Regions from separate parts of the Gossypium hirsutum genome. Here region 2 is linked to region 1. A link is a contact called in public Hi-C data. All regions are on one chromosome and are shown on one strand. Each heading gives the region's core, a stretch centred on a gene start, on an enhancer-like site or on the middle of the called end of the contact. The rest is flanking DNA. Distances are from core to core; before and after follow the strand shown.

Evidence for each region. Hi-C and Micro-C count contacts between places; a contact is called where the count stands out from the background.
Region 2: a Hi-C map of leaf shows a contact between it and region 1, with 1.9 times the contacts expected there. The contact joins the promoter of LOC107953311 here to the enhancer-like site in region 1. A contact is called at or near these places in 8 of 34 Hi-C or Micro-C datasets (callus, hypocotyl, leaf and 1 more).

What each region holds. Positions count from the first base shown.
Region 1 is chrA07:19,404,188-19,409,903 of Gossypium_hirsutum_v2.1, forward strand. It overlaps the pseudogene LOC107953313. Among protein-coding and RNA genes, the nearest start is that of LOC107953314, 13 kb to the left of the region's middle. Within about 2 kb of position 2,819, at least 1 of the 9 cell types and tissues checked has an H3K27ac peak or open chromatin away from gene starts, as enhancers often do. A contact at or near this core is called in leaf, where this site is marked.
Region 2 is chrA07:19,448,212-19,453,927 of Gossypium_hirsutum_v2.1, forward strand. It overlaps LOC107953311 (lysosomal Pro-X carboxypeptidase), which reads left to right and starts at 2,277. Exons shown (of 9, transcript XM_016888569.2): 1 at 2,277-2,677; 2 at 2,943-3,129; 3 at 3,217-3,350; 4 at 3,441-3,553; 5 at 3,653-3,890; 6 at 3,974-4,126; 7 at 4,279-4,358; 8 at 4,440-4,489; 9 at 4,619-4,890. The coding sequence starts at 2,282. The coding sequence ends at 4,758. LOC107953312 (a long non-coding RNA gene) reads right to left here and starts at 1,136. Exons shown (of 5, transcript XR_001699179.2): 1 at 894-1,136; 2 at 487-615; 3 at 266-383; 4 at 1-183.

The DNA.
Region 1 (5,716 bases), core at 1,569-4,068:
ACCATGTTTATAGTATAAAACGATCTCAATTTTTTTCTCTTTCTCTCATTGTTTGATTAAATGAAGATGAGAAGTGACATTCTTAAATTGTATACATGTTTTGGATTATTATGTATGAGGATGAATGTTTGGATTATTTATATTATGTTATAAAATGATTTTATCGAAGATGGTGATTCCTAGAAACTAGATTGGATGTAATATTGGTTTTCGTAAATTTTGGGTTTGTAATTAAATCGTGGACTATCATCTCCACGCATGTTTATTTTAATTTTTATTTCTTGTAAAAATTAGAAAAATTCATGTGAGCCAAAAACGAACTAGGAATTTTTGTAACATAAATTTTCTGGCGGAAATCGAAGAAGTGAGGTGACTGACAACGTGAACAAAACCGAAATCAAAATTGAATGAGACAACACAAACTCGACAGGAACCAACGGTGGTGGTTGGCAATGAGCCGATTGGCGGTGGCCAACAGCGATGACCCAACAGTGGATCCCATTTTAGTTAAATTTAGTTGTCAAGTTTTGGGACTATTTTTTTGGGAGAACATGTTAATTTAAGATTTTTTTTGATATTTTTTAAAAAAACCCACCAGATACTTGATTTTCCCCCAAAAGATCCCAAAAAATGCTTTGGGAAAAATATTATAATTTTTATTATTTTATTTTTTTCTTTAGAATAGAATCATGAAAACTTTTAACTGATCAAAGTTAATTTAATTTTACAATTTTATAGCATGCTATATGAGAATGATATGAGATCAAATTTGCATGTTCATGCGTATATAATATAAGCATACCATATGGTTTTGGAAAGAGAATGTCACTTGTACTTGTCCTTGCATACTTAACCATTCATGATTGAAACTAGAATAAAAACCTTACATGTTCTTAAAACATTGAGTGAAAGAAAATTTCTAAATAAAGACCTATGACCTCTATCAATGGTCTTTGTGTGACTATGTGATAATACTTTGAGCAGATTTTACCCATGTCACACCCCATAATAAGTATTATCAAGTGGACTTCACCAGGGAAGATGACTAGTCCTATATTTTACTCATTAGATTGTCCCAAGATGATTCATATAGAGTACATATTTATGATGAGTGTTGAGTTGATAGTTATACACCTAAGATTATTTTAGTCAAGTAATTTCCTACGAAACTCTACTTAAGTTAGAATAATAGTCAAATGTGAAACGATTATTAATATGTGATCAGGGGTAAAGCCATAACAAATTTTTAGGAGGGCAAACGAAATTTTAATTTTTTATAGTTTATATATTTATAATTTTTTAAGAATTAAATCGAATTTTTATAATTTTAAGGGAAGCGAAAGTATAATTTTACCTTTACTAATTTAAAATTTTAAAAGGTTTAAATGGTAATTTTTCATTTTAGGGGGGGCTGGCAACGAATTCGCCTATGTATGTGATATCTAATGTGTTTGGATTCACATTTTAATTGGATGAGAATTCATATTCCTACTAGTTAGTTAAGATTTATCACACAGTGACTTAATCTAATAGGTGTTGGAATTATTGTTGCAATAGACTTACAAATGTTTTCAATGTTTAATGTAAGACACATGCATCGTCTAAATGCACAATATGTTAAATTTTTTTCGAATATTTGCTTAATTACAAAGATAATTTTCAGTTCAAAAATGATACCAACTCTCTTAATGTATATTCTTACTGAGAACAAATTGATGGGAAAGACTTATAAAGACTAAAACAAAAATCTCAGCATAGTAGAAAATGAAACTTAAATATTATTTTTGATAAATTATGTGGTTTGGACTTATTTAAAAATCTCAGCTTGACCCTGGTTTACTATTTTAATCACATTCGAAATTACAAAACTCCGATTTAGACCTATAATACATCGTTAAAAAAGGGTTAAAATATCTAACCATGCCAATTTAGTTCTTGTTGCCTAAAAATGTTGGAAAGATGCCAAAAATTACCTTGAAATCAGGGATACAAATATATCAAAAAACTAAAAATAATGCTTTAATTAAGGGGGTTTTTTGTTTTTTCAACCTTTAAATAATACACATTATTATGATTAAAATTAGATCTAGTAACATTCAGTATTTTTATATTTTTGTATTTTCTTCTCAACATGGGTTAACTTTTTTCTACTCAAATCAATTTCGAAAATCTGTTTCTTCAAATTTGTGAGATATAATTAATTAATTTTATCTCTTTTTAAGTATAAATATCTAGGTTTGATGAATATATACCTTATATTTGATAACTTAAAATATTTATGTTGTCAATTGAAATTTTAATTTTTTATTTGTTTAATTTTAACACATGCATGAGTATAAGCTACATTTGTGATTCATGTTACGTAGATATACAATTTACTCTAAATAAATCCCGTTTATGCAGATTTATTTATTAGAATTGTGTTTCTCTAAATTATAGAATTATTTGTTAATAATATAAATAATTTCAATGTTATCGAGAAAGTAAGAAAAGATTGTAACTATAATTAATTTATTAAAGAATATTTAATTCATCTTTGCATTAATTAATTAAATTCATTAATCAAAATTGAGGTTTGCTTTTATTTATATTTTCTTAATTTTTTATTTGTGATATTTCTTTCGGAGATTTTAACTTTAATTTCAATTTTTCATTTCAATCTCTTTTTTATTTTCATTGTACTTGCTTTCATTAAAATAAAATAAAATTATTACCAATCACTATAAATTCAATCTTAATCACTGTTATATACCAATTTTATATTTTTAGAAAAATTTTATTTTTGTTATTTTAACACCCACCAGGCGAACATTTGGGCAAGCCTCGGTAGTGGACCTAGACCCGAAGCGGCTTGCTCCTGTTGAGCCACTTAGGTACTTCATTGTGTCTTGCATTTCAAAAAACAAAATTTATATTATTATTATTATTATCAATTTTTGAGAGATAGATGTATTTTTATATCTTTTTAATTTTTTATAATTTCTGTAATAGTTTTAATTATTTTTTATGATAATTTTTAAAAATTTTATTATTATTTCCATCAATCATTATCAATGTTTATTAATAGTTAAATCGATTGATGATAATTTTTATTAACGAAAAAACTTAATTAATTTTATTTTTAACATTCAACACTCAAATTAGGTGCTTTCTTTAAAGGGTTGTCAATTTTTTTTATATATTAAGAGCTTTCTAAACCCTTTTGCTTTTATATAAACATTAGATTTTCTTTTTGATATTGGGAAAATATTTATTACGATATTATATAGAGGATGTAAACTGTCATGGGGTTATTATTTGTTTTTAATTTAATAAAAATAATATATTAAATGTAAAAAATATTAAAATAATAATTAAGTAGTTTTCAGAAGCTGATTTTGTTCTCCTTACTTTGATTGCCCAACCTTCATAAACCTAAATTTAAAGAAAGAGTTACTATGTAATAACGGTGATTCAGTGGCAACTATGGAAAACATGGCAATATTTAATAACGGTGCCGATGATGCAGTTTATAATGCTTTGAAAGAGTTACTCTATTGGAAGCCAAGTTCTTCCTTATCTCTTTACTCCAAATTGGTGATTTACTTTTGCCGTAGATTAGAGCTTCGAGCAAGGTAGTTCCCACACACAGAAAGGCTAAAATATAGCTACAACCATTGAAGAACTTATGAAGTGGAAAAATATTATGGAAAATGAAGGTGAAATGATTGATGAGATGTAAATCATCCAAGTCAACTTTCTAATAAAAAACTGTTTTTAAATATATTGGATTAAATCCCCATTATTGTTGCAGTTGAAATTTGTTTTCTAAAGATGTTTTAGAAAAAAATACTTTTTAAAATTTCGGTTAAAAATATTGTGGAAAAGTGTGATTGTGCATTTTTAATGTTATTCATTGTTATCCAAAATTGTAATTGAAAATTAAAATATCCTTTTTAGACATGATAGTGAAAAGTTAAAAATAATTTAAATTACCAATTGAGTCTTAACTCGATTAGCATGAATATTATTGTTAATGCAAATAATGTGGATTCGAATGTGTTGAAGCGTATTATCCTCCTATTTATGGGTTGAGGAAGAACTATAGATAGTTTTAGATATTATCTCAAAAACAAAACATATATAATCAGAACCTATAATAAAATTATTAAAAAAATATTTAAATTATATAATATTTAAATAATTTTAATATAATGGCCCATGAAGTATAAATTTAAATACCTTTTAATTAATTAATATAAATTATTTATAAAATTAATAATACTTAAAATATTTTAAAATTTTAAATATAATAATAAATTATATTTAAATAATTTAATAAAACAATACATGAAATATTTAAATAATTTAATATAATAGTACATAAAATATAAATTAATCTAATTTTTATATATTTTTTAAATAGTTAATACAAAAAGATTTTTTTTTATATAATTTTCACTTCCAAACACAAAATTAAAAATTATCTAAATCCCCAACTTTTGCTTTGACTTAAAAAATCAGATATTCTTCATTACTTCTGCAATTAAAAAACATTTTTAAAACTCCAAAATGCAATGAAGCACTTGCCATAAGTTCTGTTTTCCACGCTATATAGTAATTTATTAATCTCCATCCTTTATCAAGAAAATCATTGATATTTGAAGAACTTTTTTTCACTACCATAAATGTTTTATATTTGACGTATCAATTCAGCTAGCATGATCATTTATTCATATTTTGTACATACCCAGCTTAAAAGGTCATAGTATATTTCTTCAGTATATATATATATACTGATAGCAATATAATTCTCTATTCCAAAATTACCAATAAGATAAATACATATTTAACGCTAACAATTAACCCGATGAGAAACCAGGCTACCACACTAGTAAATATTCCAAATAAACCGACTTAAATTACAAAAATGAACCTCTGTCCAAGACCCGAGCCGGGTTTTTTCGGCTTTATTTCGTTCCAAACTTTGCTTAAAAATATACAACAAGAATACATAACCTTGACTCCCTTGATCAATCACCTTTGGTTTTCGACCAGATAAAACAACCCAAATTAACCTTTCATTAACACATGAATTTAATTAACTACTCTTTACATGCATAATTTAATGTCTCAGAAAAAATATTACCATCAATATTTGCCTATTTTATTCGAAATTAATGGAATTATAATATAGTATCCAATTATCAGCACTTCAAGATGATGAATCTGGCTTTAATTCAAAAGCTATCTTAGTTCCATTCGGATTTGCAATTATGAGTATATACATCTGATAAACACAATTTAAATATATATATATGCATATATGTGAAGGATCATGCACTATGCTCAGTTCGTGTATATATCAGATTAAAATATCAAATGCGATTACTTTTACGGGGAAAAAATATCCTTGAACTTCCATACTTAAAAGTAAACTCATTATTTAGCAGAAAGTGTTACTCAAGATTACATTAGACATCATTACTCTTTGTATTATAAACAGTGACATTTTGAAGATACACAAACCTCAATTGCACTCAATTTAAGAAACAGGAATCCAGAAACTATTAGATATACATATCAATTTGTTATAAAGACCAAAAAAATCAATTTATGAAAGTGAAACTTTAAGTAGTGATTCCAAGGCTATGTACCTGTTTATTCTATCTTTTCTAGCACTTCCAACCTGGCTTTTCTTTTCCAACCTTTCATTGAAGCAACAAGGTTTATCAAT
Region 2 (5,716 bases), core at 1,027-3,526, 43 kb after region 1:
AATTTTACAGCAAACTCTGGAGCCTACAACTTCATACAAAAATCGCAATTACAGTTTGGCGTATCTCCTGGAATTATCTGCCCACGCTTATAAACCTTAGGAGTAAAAGGGTGCTCACGAACGTTCGTTGCCTTTGTTGTTGTTCGAGGGATGAAGACTGCTCTCACATATTCAGACAATGCCCTACAAGTTTAGAAGTTCGGAAGATTTTAGATCTTTCTTGGGTCACTAACAACTTAATCTCTGAGTTTTGGGAATAGCTTACCTCGGTATTCCTGCAAGGGTCCGAAGAGTAAAGTCGACTCTTTTGCTATGCCTTATGGCTAATATGGTACTCAAGAAACCAACTAGTACACGAACGGATATCCATAACAGGAAGACAACTTGCACAAAACATTCTAAGTTTCAAGGCTGAACAATATGGGGCAAGAACAAAGCAGAAATCACCAGATCTGGCTCGAAGGCACAGAAGTATGGAAATCTTACCAATGGTTAATATACACTTTGAAGTTGCGTTCAACAAGAGAATTTTCAGATCTGTCTCTGGGGTGGTGGTTTGGGGTCGTAGAAATGAAATTCTGGCATTGAAGACGGTCCTTCACAATAGTATTCCATCTTCGTTCGCGGTAGAAACATATGCAGGGTTGGAAGCAATTAAGTTAGGGATCTTAATGGGTTTTTGAGAAGCACAGATTAAAGGGGATTCACGAACAGTAATCAGGAAGTGTCAAACAACAGAAACAGACAAATCAGCCATAGGAGCAATCATTTGAGATATTCAAAACATGTATTTCCTTTATCTAACAATAGAATTCAAGCATATTCCTAGAATAGAAAACATGCGTGCCCATCAGATTGCAAAAGATGCCTTAGAGAGCGGAGTAACCTCTTACCTGGTACAAAGAGACCCGAATCTGCTAGACTTGCTTTTGGAAGGGCGCTGGGCAAGAAGTCCAGACTAGAATACGCTGGAGAGGAAATGGGTTTTGATGATAGCAATGAATGTTTAATTTTTTGGGCAGAGCTATTGACTGAACGGTTGGGTAAGTTTGAAATGACGACTCGTATAATATTATGAAGTACAGCCGGCGTTGAAATGACTGGGGTTGATTAGGTTACTCTTTTTTTTCTAGATTCATTTATTATTGCTGTCGATTTCTATTTCTTTATTTTTTTTTAATTTTTGCTTTTAGGAAACTTAATCTGTTCGATTTTTGCCCTGATTAGGGCCTTTATTCTTCTCTGGTTGTTGGGCAGGTTTGAGGCCCACTTTTAGAAGTATTTATTTTCATTATATATAAAAGCCCAGTTGTTTATATTTCAAAAAAAAAAACATCATCATATTATCGGAATAAATTTAATTTTATAAAACTATTAAATATTTTAATTTTAAAAATAATATTATTTCTAAGATATATTATCTAAAAATTTAAAATAATTAATTTTATTATTAATTAAATTTATGTTGGTGAAGATATAATAACAAAAATTATTATTTAAGTATAAAATTAAAACCAAATTTTAAATAATGATAATTAAAATCAAATCTTAATTAACGTGTATTTTCATGAATTATTTTTTAAAATTAATGGTTATATATAAATTATTTATTTAATCACACTTATTTAAATGAATAAATTTGCTTCTAATTTTTTTGTCAAATTAAAATAAAAATTTTAAAAATAGATTTATAACTTTTAGAATGGGTAAATTCCTTTTTAAACCATCCATATTTTGTTAAATTATTTAAAAGTTCTCATCATTCTTAAATCACACTTTAAGTTCTCATTGTTTCTAACCTTTTAAAAATTAAGAAATTTCCTTATTAAAATTACAAAATTAGACCTCATCATTTTTTATTTGTTCTAAAAAATAATCTTTCAGTCAAAAATTAAATAAATTATTTAATTAATTATAAATTTTATTTTGTTAAAAATAATTATAAATAATTTTTTATATATTACAATTTTAAAAAAAAAATAAACAATACACACAATAAGCCTATGCATCACACATATAAAAAACCTAGTATTCAAATATAAATTTAAAAAAAAAACTGTCCAGATAAAAATTTACAAATACAGATAATTAGTAGAATAATTATTCAATATTGATGATATAATTATTAGTAAAAAGAATGGATTTTTTTTTTGAAATTAAGAATGGATAATTTTTAAAATTTAAAATTTAAAATAGTGAAAAGGATTTAAATGTTTTGTAAAAATTCTAAAAAGATATATAGAACAATTTTTTAAGTTGTTTTCCAAATTCCAAGCTCAAAATGATATTTGCCATGGATTCTTTAGTTGAATGGCTCCTGTTCCTCGTTGTTTTTCTTTCAATTTCAATAAGTAGCAGCAGTGCTGGCCGGATTGGTATTCCGAGGGGAGCAGCCGTCTTGAAGAAGCATCATCTTCCGTTGAAGAGAGCATTTTCTGGTGATCTTCACACTTATTTCTACACTCAAACACTGGATCACTTCAACTACAAGCCTGAAAGCTATGCTACTTTTCAGCAAAGGTATGTGATCAATTACAAGTATTGGGGCGGAGGCGCTGTTAGTGCTCCCATTTTTGTCTGTCTTGGAGCTGAGCAGGCTTTGGAAACTGATCTTCAAACCATTGGTTTCCTCGATGATAATGCTGCCCGCTTCAATGCTCTCATTGTATACATTGAGGTATGAATTTTTGAATTAAACACTCCAGTCTCTTCAATTAAGAAATGTGATTTTGATAAAAAGTTTCGGTTTGAATATTTGTAAATGGAAAAAATAAAATTACAATATATTGAATCTAATTAAATTTAGATTTGAGTTGAATTAAATTTTAAAAACAGATAAATATCTCCCATTTATAAGTATCTAACTCTTTACTACTCTGATACAACGTAAGTGGATTTAAGAAACATCAAATATTAACCTCTCTCTATATAAATTGCATCAGCATCGTTACTATGGAAAATCAGTACCATTCGGATCAAGGGAAGAAGCCTTTAGAAACGCATACAGAATGGGTTATTTAAACTCAGCCCAAGCTTTAGCAGATTACGCAGAAATCATCGCAGATATCAAGAACAATCTTCAAGCTTCACATTCTCCGGTGATCGTCATCGGAGCATCCTACGGGGGAAGTAAGTCTGATTTCCATACAAATTTTAAATCACAAATTCAATCCAAATTAAAAGCTACTCTCTCACAAATCTGAATCTTAAAAACAGTGCTGGCTTCATGGTTTCGGCTAAAGTACCCTCATCTGGCATTGGGAGCTTTGGCCTCATCCGCACCTGTTCTTTACTTTGATAATATTACACCAAGTGACGCTTTCTATTCAATCATCACTAAGTCCTTTAGAGTACTTACCACTCAACTCTCATTTTTTTTTCCTGGATTGTATGACTTGATAATTTCATGTAACTAACTAATCGGAATTAATAATGTACAGGAAACGAGCGAGAGCTGCTACCAAACTATACGAAGATCATGGTCTGTAATAGATTCATATGCTTCCCAACCCTGGGGTCTTTCTGTCCTCAGCTCCAAATTCAGAACTTGCTAGTATGGTTTTATTTTTCATTAATTCAGTAACAATATATGTAATTATACACGATCTGTATTTAAATTTATTTTTTTTGGGCCGGGGGGGTGTTATATTAGTCCATTGAACAGTGCTTCAGAGCTCAAAAAGGAGTTAGAGTCGATTTACGTGGTAGCAAGTCAATTTAATCAGCCAGCGTATCTAGTCAACCGGGTATGTGCAGCCATCGACGAAACTCAAACTGACGATATTCTTTTCAAGATCTTTGCCGCCGTTGTCGCTTTTAATGGGAATAACCGTTGCTATATTAATCCACCAAATCCTGAATCCCAAACAGTTACCGGATGGAAATGGCAGGTAATTCTTAACAATTGTTTATATTAAAAATAATTATAGTTTTAAATATAAACCTGAACTGTAATATTGGTATTATTTTTTAGACATGCAGTGAAATGGTGATGCCCATCGGCGTGGGCGAAAACACTATGTTCCAACCTAACCCCTTTGATTTGAACACATTTATAAATGATTGCATTCGAACGTATGGCGTTGCTCCTCGCCCTCATTGGATCACTTCTTATTATGGTGGCAATGTATCTATCTTTTTTCTCTATTTCTTCACAATTATTTTCTTTCATATTATTTATAAAATAAAGCCTCAACTCATACCTGCTTTATTTTGGTAAAAATAATTAATATATAAATGCCTATTTTACTTTATCAATTTTAGAGATAAATTTTGCAGGATTTTAACTTCATTCTCCAGAAGTTTGGTAGCAACATCATTTTTTCAAATGGGCTGCGAGATCCTTTCAGCGCGGGCGGGTAAATATATTTTTACCAAACAATATCTTAAAATGTAAAAAATTATGTTAATTATTTAACCTTTTTTATTAAATATTGTAGGGTGTTGGAACATATTTCAAAAAGTATTCGAGCCGTAACTACAACTTATGGTACGTGGAATTTTCTTTCCTTTTTTTTTTTAAATAAAGAAATAATTGAGATTGCTCATTGGATTGACATTTTTTTTTAATCTCGATGGATAATTTAAAACTAAAAAGATGGGTATATTTGTGTTGCAGGATCTCACTGCTTAGATTTATTTCCAAAAAGTGATAATGATCCAGAGTGGTTAACCAAGCAACGGAACATAGAACTGCGTATTATCAAGGGATGGTTGGTAACGTACTATGCTGACCTTAAAGCATTCCAAAAAGGATAATATTTACTTCCAGATGAATTTTGAAAATAATATAATTTACTTAATCAACTCCATTTGATTTAGTCCAGCTTTTCTTTTTATATATATCGTTCTTATATTATATATCAGTCTATTGTTTGATTAGTTTACACATATCAATTTTGTTCGAAATGTGACCGGTGCTCCATCATCTCTCCATAACAAGTGTTTTTCCTATTCAATCAATATTATTTTTATATGTTAACTTATTTTTAATTTAATCAATCCGATTTAAATATAATCTCAATCACTCAAAATAACAGCTAAATCTTTTTACTAAAACAGATTTTGTGACAAAGTCCACCTTTTTTATTTAAAATAACTGTATAATATATAATATTGGCCAAACATTTGTAGATGGTTCAGCTTGATTTTCTCACGCTTACGAATATAAAATTCAATGATGAAGGTTTAGTCATTCTATTTAGGTAAAATTCTATTATTAATCCCTATATTATATGTAAGTGTTCAATTCAATCTTTACATCTCAAACTTTCTTAAAATTTCTACACAAATTTGTGGGTGGGTGTTCGTAAGGTTAAATTATAGTTAATTTAATATCTTAAATAAGCAAATGACTGAATACCCAAATCCTATTGTCACCCATAAATCAAACTTTTTTTTTGAATGTATCACCCATGAATCGAAATTATTTACTTTGTTTTGTTGTCTTCAAAGCAAGCCTTCTCAATTCAAAATTCAACAATATAATTAAATTAAATGGAAAAAAATAGCTATCAAGGAATATAGTAAACCAAATAGGTTAATCACTAAACAACAAAATTACTAAAAACTAAACAATTTGAAGTAAAAAAGGAACATGCAAAAGTAATCTAAATATATATATAAGAAAAATACTCACCAAAAGGAAAAAGATAGAAGCAACCTTCCACACTTGTAAAAGATCTTCCACTAAAAGGTTAAAAAAAACGCAAAAAGT